Linked DNA regions of Mus musculus: region 1 is linked to region 2. A link is a contact called in public Hi-C data. All regions are on one chromosome and are shown on one strand. Each heading gives the region's core, a stretch centred on a gene start, on an enhancer-like site or on the middle of the called end of the contact. The rest is flanking DNA. Distances are from core to core; before and after follow the strand shown.

Region 1 (5,288 bases), core at 2,419-4,918, 140 kb before region 2:
CATAATGTCTCTAAGGAAAACGGGTGGTCCTTCATGCTTTTCTTTCCTCTAGCCCCATGTGTTCTTCTCAGTTTGGCCAGTTGTACTTATTCCCAAGTATCTAAGGAACACAATCTATGAGCCTGATTCAAATCTTACATGATTACAGTTGTTGGTTGTAAACAGAAACTAGATCTCAATATTTTGGAATGTGTGTGTGTGTGTGTGTGTTCAAAGGCACACAGGCAGTTCCTTTGGAAAAACAGGAACCAGTGGCTTACAGATATAAGAAACCAAAGGAGCACCACTAACTAAGTCAGCTTCTGAAACTTGTACCTCATAAGCAATCTGCCACAGTCACCTTGGCAAGACACTCTAAATACAGTAGCCAGTAACCTCTTTTTATAAAATAGAAATCCAGTTTTATCTCTGTCCTTAAAACTCTTCACTGGATAATCAGAGTTTTCAGAATAAAACCCCTAAATCTTCAACATTCATGAACTAGCACCTGTTGACCCAACCTTTGCCCATTCATCGCCTCTCCTCCTACCTTATACCTTATACTAGCTAGGGCCCATTGAACTGAGTTCAGTTCTCCAAATGTGTAAATTCCCTATCTCCATACTTTGGTGTTTCTACCAATAACAGCAGTAAAACACAACCAAGATGGTTTAAGTGAAGAAGTACATTCAAAGGCATGGGAAGTGCAGAGTGGGATAAGAAAAGAAAGAAAGAAAGAAAGAAAGAAAGAAAGAAAGAAAGAAAGAAAGAGAGAGAGAGAGAGAGAGAGGGGGGGGAGGGAGGGAGGGAGGGAGGGAGGGAGGGAGGAAGAGAAGAGAAGAGAAGAGAAGAGAAGAGAAGAGAAGAGAAGAGAAGAGAAGAGAAGAGAAGAGAAGAGAAGAGAAGGTACACACAGTTCTCACAGGCCAGAAATGATGGTAAGTGACTACTGTCGAAGGCTGAAGGGGCAAAAGGAGAAAGTCCTGACAACAGAAGATCTGGTCTCCTAGACAGGAAGGCCCATCATTAGCACTTACTGTTGGGATGCAACTACTCCAGGACCAGGCTGCCCACCCCCACCCTGTATCCTCTCCATCTTGTCCAGTGTTCCTTCACAGGATCTCTCAGTCTGTTTAGTAGTGGAGTCATGTGTGTGACTTCTACATAATCAAAGTCTTTCCCTATGTTACCATCCCGATGCACACACACAGTATCTGGCACAGATGGCTGCCTAACTGATTTTTAAGATCATTTAAAATTACTTTTACATTTTGCTGTGTAGACTCTGAAGTCAATACACTCAGAGTCAATGTAAGAAAAGTGGGGTGTTTCAGGTAGCGCTTGTGGAGGTAATTTTAAATATAATTTTTAATGTTAGTTTATTTTTCTATGTATGTGTGTGAATGTGTGTGCACCACATGCAGGAGCCCATGGAGGCCAAAAAAGGGCACATTAGACACCATAGAAGTAGGGTTACCAGTGGTTATGAGGGACCACATGGCTACTGGGAACCTAACACAGGCTCCTCAGCAAGAACAGCCTGTGCTCTTAACCACTGAGCCATTTCTTCAGCCTCAGAGCTATTTATTGAGAGAAGAAAGCTACCACTGTGTTAGGTTCTGTCTGACTAGAAATCTCTCCCCCAAGAAAACCAGCTATATCCAGTTACAACGTAGACAGCAGTTTCCCTGACTTTTCACAGAAACCAGGGAGAACTCTATTACATAAGCCAGAAGGTGAGGGGTAGCATCTGCCTTCTCACTAGACAGATGAGAGTCCCAAAACAGGAAGCTGGCTGGAGGGAAGAAGATGGGGAAACAAAGCTTCACTGAGAATGACCAGGTGTCCCTTGGCCCCACAGCTGGCGTATGGAAATGGTGGTGACATGTCCCATAAGAAAAAAAGTAGGTTTGCCCTCTAAGAGTAAAGTTAAGCCAAGACATAAGACAAGGAAAGCTGCCAGCTCTGAGACCTATACAATATGACTGCAATCTAATGTCTTAAACTACACGTCTTGGGGGCCTAGGGAGATGGCTAAGTGGTGATGAGTGCTTGCTACTTTTCCAAAAGACTGAGTTCAGTTCCCATCACCCAGGTCCAGAGGGTCACAACCACCTATAACAACTCCAGCTCCAGAGGACCCAAGGCCCTCTACCGGCCTCCTCGGGCACCCACACTCACGTGGCACGCATACACATAAATACAAATGGAATAAATCTTTAGAATACATGCTTTATGAGTTTAGGTAAGGTACATCCAGCCATCGGCATCCGCTTGGCACTGGAACACAGACAAGAGTGAGCCTGTGAGATTTCAGAGAGAAGGACTTGTCAGCCCTTGGACCAAAGTGAATTCATTAAGATGTAGATTGTACTCAGAGCCAGACTCAAGGTCGATTTCAGCTCTAATTTGAACTTTTACCGTAGATTCTAACCCAATGGGGAATTTTTTTTAATGAAAAAATTTGGTATCATTGCTCAAGGACAAATGTGGAATCCATGGTCCCGTTTTTCCTCCTCTGTAAAAGGGGGGAGGAGTCAAGTCCTCACTCTCTTCCAGCCACTGTTAGGATGACCACATGCCAGAAGATTCCCTGTAGACATGGTAGTGCCTTGAAGTTGAGTGTTGTGTTGAGCAGTGAGCCCTGCCTAGCCTTGACCCCATTCCTATGGGTCAAAACATTATGAGTCTGAACATTATGAATACCTGCCCCTGGTTCTCCTTTATATCCAGAAGAAAAGAAAAGGAAAAAAAAAAAAAAGGTTACCATAACTTCTGGCTGAAATAATGAAATGAGGACAGTTTTCCAGCAGCAGGAAATTGTCAGACGACATGAGCAGGGGAAGTGTCTAGTCAGGCCAGCAGCAAACCTTGGAAAAACTGGAAACGGGGAGAGGTGGGCTCAAGCAAATATCCAGCTTAGAAGGGGAAAGGAACTCAAAATGCCAGAGACCCCTCAAAGGGAGTGGGGAGCTTTTCAACTCCTGCGACTATGAGGGTTACAGGGGAGTGGTGGGCTGTGTATCAAGGTCGGAAAAAGACAAAGCTCTTGGTCTGAGTTTGCATAAATAGGGAAGAGTCAAAGAGAAGAAAATGGCTAAGAGCCTGAATTTGGACTAAAGTAAATTCCGTCAACATGATTAAATATACACAAGGCGCAGAGAGGAAGCAGGAGCCAGCACCCAGGCTCACCATAGGAGCCAAGCCACAAAGTGCTCACACAGTGAGTCTGTCTGGGGGCTGGGTAAAGGAAAGTCAGTCCAGAGGCCTGATGTCAACTCCACAGCAGCATACAGAAGCAAACATGAAATGTGTGCCAACACCAAATGGCCCCCAAGTCATCACCCACGGGTTTAACTCTTGCTTGTGCCGGGCAAAGTCAGACCCAAATGTCTGACTTCTGTGGATCTTCTTTATAGAATGTGTTTTTGATAATACCAGTTCCTCTTACCCTGTGAGGTTCTAAGAGTCAAATATAATGCCACAAATGAGGGAAAGATCAAGTATCTGATGTTCAGCTGGACAATTATGTCCCCTTCCCTCAAGAACACGTACGTGTTCGTATTGGATGAGCGAGCGCCAGGCCTGGCCTTGGTTTTCCTCACCTCCACCCACACCCCTCCCACCCCGAGCACACAGCTTTCTTCCTTCTTTGCAGCAAGCCAAGCTGTACCCCAGCTGTGGCCTGCCCATGCTTTTCTTCCTCTCTTCCCTCAGAGCCCTGCTCAGCAACAGCCTTATAGGTTCTGGGAGCCCAGCCCACTTCCCCCTGCTGAATTGCTGGGCTCCCCGCTTCCCTATAGATTACATCACTCCCTGGAAAACCGGCCTGGTGCAGCATCCTGGAAACAATCCACCTTGCGGCAGCCCAGCACAAAGGACAGATGCACCTTCTTTCCCGTGCTCCTTAGCTAACGAGGATGGTCGGGAAGGAGGAGTCTGCGCTAGTCTAGGCCCTTCTGGAGCTTTGTGGGGCTCTCTGGAAGCTCGCAGAAGTAGGCATAATGGCATCTGGGCCATTAGGTGGCATCTCAGAGGAAACCTCATTCTGTCTTTGTTCCTTCTCCACCTACTCAGGTAGCTGCCCAAGGCGTCTACTTGCCCTTTGCCCCAGCAAACATGTCCTAAACAAGACATGCGCAATGACCACATCAGTTTACCTGCCAGTGCGATGGGGAGATCTCATAAGACCACTGGATGAAGAGCTACAGGCAATTAATGGCTTTTGAGGGAATCAGTGTTTTCCAGGGATGAGTCCCTCGATAGGCTGGCCCAAGTGGTCAGCCCCAAACACATCTGAGCAATACTAAATGAACTTACTCAGGTGCATGCATGTATACATATATAAACATATACACATATATGTAAATAATGTGTATAAAACATTACAGAAGAAAAGATCATGCTTTTGAGAGGGCATGGAAAGAAGACAATGGAGGTGCAGTGGTTTGAATAAGAATGGTCAGCATAGGCTCATATATTTACTTAGTCATCAGGGAGTGACAACTATCTGGGAGAGATAGGAATTGCAGCCTCGGAGAGTATGTAGCCTTATTGGAGGAAGTGTGTCACTAGGGGTTGGGCTTTAAGATTTCAGAAACACAAACCAGGCCCAGTGTCTCTGTCTTCCTGCTGCCTGCAGATTCAAATGTAGAACTCCCAGCTCTTTCCCCAGCACTGTGACTGCTGAATGCAGCCATGATTCCTTCCACGGTGATGATGGGCAAAACCTCTGAAACTGTAAGCCAGCCCCCGTTAAATGCTTGCCTTGAAGAGTTGCCTTGGTCATGGTTCTCCCTGCAGTAATAGAATGCTGACTAAGACAGGGGTGGGGAGTGTAAATACAGCATCATGTATGAAGTTCTCAAATTTTACAAAGAAAAAAAGAAAGAGAAAAAGAAAAAGAAAAAGAAAGAGAGAGGGAAAAAAAGAAAAAGAAAAAGAAAAGGAAGAAGAAAAAGAAAAAGAAAAAGAAAAAGAAAAAGAAAAGGAAGAAGAAAAAGAAAAAGAAAAAGAAAAAGAAAAAGAAAAAGAAAAAGAAAAAGAAAAAGAAAAAGAAAAAGAAAAAGAAAAAGAAAAAGAAAAAGAAAAAGCAGGCAGAAGTGGTGTACACCTTTAATCCCAGCACTCAGGAGACAGGAACAGGCAGATTTCTGAGTTTGAGGCCAGCCTGGTCTACAGAGTGAGTCCTGGACAGCCAGGGCTATACAGGAGAAATCCTATCTTGAAAAAAGAGGGGGCTAAGAGGGGCGCTTAAGATCATCACATGTTTTTTACTTCACCCTTTTTATGAATACATTTATTATTAT
Region 2 (5,067 bases), core at 346-2,845:
TGGCATTCATTTGTTTTACACAAATATTTACCAAATCCCTTAATCTCTGTGCTTTTTGGTGAATACGATAGAAACCCCCTTTTCACTTATTCTTTGTGTCCCCACTTCTTGAACAAATAACCCAGAACAGCTTACCAGTAATCTACTCAGAATGTGTCTGAGAGTCTGAAACACCGGTATGCTACTGGAAGCTATTAGAAACAGTGTCCCATTCTCAAGGACCATGGAAGATTGTTCATTAGTAAGTCTTTCCCACATACATCGAGCCAGGCAGTGTGCCCTCTCCTTGCTAGGGAACAAGAATACCCAGCCATTCCCTATAGGGTCGTGAGACAAACACATTATACCATGTTTGAAAGAACATAGTATGTTAAGTTATGACAGTGAGTCCTCCCACATCTCTGGAGGAGCACAAAAGGTCCTTTCTGAAATGAATGCATCTAAATTAGCTCTGTGTGGGTGAAAGGTTAAGATCTGCCCGTCGCCCCAATTTGTGGGTGTGTTGGCGGGAGTTTGTTGTGGTAGAGATTAAACTCAGGGCTCCATGGGTACCATGAAGCCCTGTACCATTGTCCCATATCCACAACCCATGACTCTTGATCTGACTTTTAACTTGTGGCTGGGGAGAAGGGGTGGCTTGGAGAAAATAAGGTGAGTTCTAATGAAAGGGAACTGCAGGATGGCTCTGGAGACGGTCAGGCCCACCACAGCAACCTTTCAGAGTTGCACGTGTCATTTGGGTATAGGAGGTCAGTTCTAGTCAGTGAGACAACTGAAGCAGTGCCAAGAATCAGTCACAATACCGACAAGTACTCCAGTGAAACTGATGGTCTAACACAAACACACATTGCCTGATAAAGATACTCACATTAGAAGGGTGTTAAGTAATTAATGACAGGGACACAGTTGATAAGCTGTTTGCAAAATAACAGATTTTTTTCCACCTAAATTCCAAGTTGTTTTGGTTAGGGGATAGTGGCCAGCGGTTTGGAAACCAGAAGTTGATAAGATGCTTTCTGTGAACTGAAATTTAATATAACACTATAATGAGTCAGGGGACATAGATCACAAGTCATTGGAGAGCAGAATAAGTTAGATGCTTCGTTTCCTGTTGAGCATGCTGGTCATGTCAGCTTGTCACCTTCACAGTCCCCATGCTCACAGACACCCTCCATTTGGATTAATTTTCTCCTTTGTCATCCTCTGTGAAGTCTGAGAATTTTGATAAAAGGCCCCTGCTTTCCTTTTTGTATTGTATAATTGATAAAGTGGCCCCTCTCCCCATTTGGTTGTCACTCATGGAGACAGAAAATTGCAGAGCCTCGCCTAGAAGAGGTTTTCATCCCCTGTGGAAAGTTGTGGCCTATCCAATTAAAGTGTGTGAGCTATATTAGCTAATGATATATCCTGTGTGTGTGTGTGTGTGTGTGTGTGTGTGTGTGTGTGTGTGTGTGTGTCACAGGCACTATCCATCCAGATATTATTTGACAGATTCTCGACTTCCTGTTTCCTTATCACCAGGCAACGTCTTAGTTATGGTCTGGCTGCCTCTGTGGCTTTCCGGCAGGGAGAGAACTGACTGGTCATGCTGACTTAACACTTCATCCAGGAAGTTACTTACTAAATTGGCATTCTGGCTTTGTGTATCATTGGAGGTTTTTACATATGAGCCTGCTCTCCAGAAGCCCTGTTTCTGCTGGGTTCTGAGACACGCGCTAAAGTCCAGGCATTGTGCTGGTACATTTGCCAAAGTCCTTAGGTCATTTACTAGGATGTGTGACCCTGACCTATTTATGCCCTGGTCTTTTCATCTGTGAAATGGCTGCATTAATAACTATTGTAGGGTTATGGGATTGAGTAAGACAATACAGGTCAGGGATGGTTTTGTTTTTTGTTTTTGTTCTGATTTTTGGTTGAGTGTGGTTGGGTTACTGTATATTTAGGCCTTTAAACAGCATCCCTGACCCAAGTTTACTATATGTCTGTGACCTTCCCCACCCCACTACACTTGGATGATCAAATTGTTTCCAGGTACTAACAGATATCTTCTGTGAAGGGCAAAATGTGGCTGCACAGAGCGGTGCCTGCAGGAAGTAATGGTGGGTTTTATAATAATGATGATAAAGGCACAGAGGAGGATAGACGCCATTCATGATGCTGTCCTGAGACCCTCAGGACCATTTGTGAGCCTGTTACTATGATCATCAATCATTGTTGTCATTATTAGTTTCCTGCTTTCAGTTCCTGTATCTTAGCCAAGATAAACCATATATATAAACTTGAGTAAAATAAAAACATCTGCTCTTAAAAAATGAAAGAGCAGTATTAAATCCTTAGGTATGCAAATGAGAAAATGGTGTCCACGCTTGTGAGTGAGTAGTCCTGTGATGTTGAATGGTGGGGTTAAGTCACATTGGGGTGCTTTCTGCCTCAACACACATCACTCTATTAAGCATAGACAAACAACAATTTAAATTATTTTGAGTAGTCTAACCATAAAATAATGTTTAAAAAGTTGACTTTGTCTAGATATGGTGGTGTATGCCTTTGATCCTAGCACTTGGGAGGCAGAGGCAGGTGGATCTCTTATGTTTGAGGTCAGCCTGATCTACATAATGGGTTCTTGGATGTCAAAGCTACAGAGAGAGACATGGTCCAAAAGACAGACAGACAGACAGACAGACAGACAGATAGATAGATTTCCTCCTAAAAGGAAAAATGTATTCCCCGTAGATGACTATAAAGGAGATACACATAGCCAAAGTATTTGTAAGTTATTCCTTTTTAATAGTTTTGAAACATTTAAATCCTTTCTTTTAAATTGGCGCCCAGCTCTTTCATGTAGCCAGCAAGCCTTTTTATATTCTTTGTAGAACAATGGATGGGTACAGCCTCTTGTAGAAAAATATACAGTAAATATGCCTTAAGATTTGTCATGCCAAAAGGCTACCAGAATAACTTTTGAAGTAATGTAAAATGTCTACATATATTTATGGTTAAGAAATTTTATTGCAAAAATATTGTAATAAAAAAAAAAGCTAGTTAAATGCCCAGTATTAGGAATGGAGTTAATTATAGTGAGGTAGCATACTGTGGTCCTCAAGAACAATGTTCAGTGTTTCTGGTGACACAAACATTCTCGGTGTTGAAGGAAAAGGAAGCAGATTTTTCAGGCTGCATGTGCAGTATAAATTCAACTCCAACCAAGGCCAGGAGGAAATATTCTCAGTATTAGCACTTTGGTACTGAGAAAGTGGGTTATGAATAATTCATGAGAGTTTCTCAGAGCCTTATGATTAAATAGATCATTTCATAGCAAACTTAGATGTTTTTATTGTTCATGTTCCCTAAGGTAATTTTAGGTTACAAATATTTTTTGCCTTGGAAATAAATATTAAAAGGGTTAAGTTTTGAACAGGAATAAGCAAAAACCAATGGCTAGTATTTTCAAGTATGGCTTTATATTATGAACATTTCATATAAATTACGATACATAAACAGTTTTAGGGGGTAGACTCCTAGCCTTGTAATTAGTGGCTTTTTAAAACCATCATGGTATTCTTTATGATCATTAATTTTAAATGTCTCTTTTTGGTTGAGATTTTATATATAGTTATACCATTTCCCCGTTCTGTTTTCTCCCTCCAAACAGTCCCACGTTCTCCTCTTTGCTCACTTTCAAATTCATGGCCTCCCTTTTCATTGTTATCAACATAAATGTGTGCACATAATACGCATTCCCAAATACACACACACACACACACACACACACACACACACACACACACACAGACACAGACACACACACACAGACACACACACACACACACACACACACACACACACACACACATATACAACTTGCTCAGTCCGTTACTGGATAATGTTACTAGTGAGTATATGTTTTCGGGTCTCACCACTGGTAGTGGCTAAACAGGTGTGCTCTTCCCTGGGGAAGACTATTTCTCCCGTTTTCAGCATTCCTTAGTTGCCTGTAGTTATTTGTGGAGTTGAGGCCTCCCACTCTTCCCCCTATGTACATTAGCATGTCTGTGGGTGTCACCCTTTTCAGCTCATGCTTAGGCAGTCATGTTGGAAAGACTGTGGGTGTAACACCTGACATGGCTACACCCATCTAACCTTGTAACACAGTCTCACAGCAAACTCCCTGATCCTCTGGCTTTCACAGTCTTTTCGCCCCTCCTTCCACAATGTTCCCTGAGCCTGTGGTGTGTGAGTGTTTTGTAGATGTATCCAGCAGAACTAGGCTCCTCAATTCTGCATTTTGATTGTTTATGGTGTTTTGTAATGGTCTCTGTTGCAAAGGGATGACTACTTGTAGAGGAGTGAGGACTACCCTTCTCTGTAGGTATAAGGACACATACTTAGATGTAGTTAGGGATTGTGCTGGCTTAGTAAAAGGGTGGTTGTAGATTCTCCTTCCATATCGATGTCTTCAGCAGCCCATTGGCTAGGTTTCAGTACCAGGCATGATTTCCCTCTTGGTGACAGGTCTGAAGCCCAGTTAGAGAGCTGTGAGTTACTGCCAAGTTGTAGATGCGACTACTGCATCCTCAGGAGGTGGTCGTCACGGTTCATAGGGACCATATTTTGGTGGGACTGTTGGTTGCTTCCCTCCTTTGGAAGCCTGCATGGCACCTTCTGGTACCATGGAAGCTAGTTCTCGGGGAGGAGGCTCTCAAGTCAGGCCCAGCCCAGGGGCCTCTGGGTTGTGTGCCTGAAGCTCACGGATGGTTACTTTTAAAGGTATGTATTGCATGTGTTTGATGGGCAGATATTTACAATGTTCCCCTTTTATATTTGCAGTCTGTGCAGAAGCTTATAATCCTGATGAAGAGGAAGACGATGCAGAGTCCAGGGTATGTGTTAACACGGATGCTCTCACGTTACATAAGGAAGTAATTAATGATAGAAGTATTAACAAACACAGGCTTTCAGCAGAGAAAAATCAAAGGACTTACCTCTTTTCCTCATCGTATTTTAATAGTCTGCTTCTACTTCAGATTCTGTAGACTTCTTTTTAAAACCCCAGAGTCGCTTTTGGAT

The links. A called contact is a pair of places that touch in the nucleus more often than the background predicts.
Region 1: a Hi-C map of bone marrow-derived macrophages shows a contact between it and region 2, with 41 read pairs. The contact joins two enhancer-like sites. A contact is called at or near these places in 2 of 15 datasets of contacts at CTCF or cohesin (the G1E-ER4 cell line and the NIH/3T3 cell line), 17 of 484 Hi-C or Micro-C datasets (B cells, the CH12 cell line, ECoMG myeloid progenitors and 12 more), 11 of 115 datasets of contacts at active chromatin or transcription factors (the 230-238 cell line, DN3 thymocytes, the HPC-7 cell line and 7 more) and 2 of 9 other capture datasets (bone marrow-derived macrophages and liver).

What each region holds. Positions count from the first base shown.
Region 1 is chr12:32,136,946-32,142,233 of GRCm38.p6, reverse strand. No RefSeq gene overlaps it. Among named protein-coding and RNA genes, the nearest start is that of Gm40374, 3.8 kb to the left of the region's middle. Within about 2 kb of position 3,668, at least 36 of the 459 cell types and tissues checked have an H3K27ac peak or open chromatin away from gene starts, as enhancers often do. A contact at or near this core is called in the G1E-ER4 cell line, bone marrow-derived macrophages, embryonic fibroblasts and 1 more, where this site is marked.
Region 2 is chr12:31,993,544-31,998,610 of GRCm38.p6, reverse strand. Prkar2b (protein kinase, cAMP dependent regulatory, type II beta) reads left to right here. Exons shown (of 11, transcript NM_011158.4): 3 at 4,828-4,880. Among named protein-coding and RNA genes, the nearest start is that of Hbp1, 46 kb to the right of the region's middle. Within about 2 kb of position 1,595, at least 155 of the 459 cell types and tissues checked have an H3K27ac peak or open chromatin away from gene starts, as enhancers often do. A contact at or near this core is called in the G1E-ER4 cell line, bone marrow-derived macrophages, embryonic fibroblasts and 1 more, where this site is marked.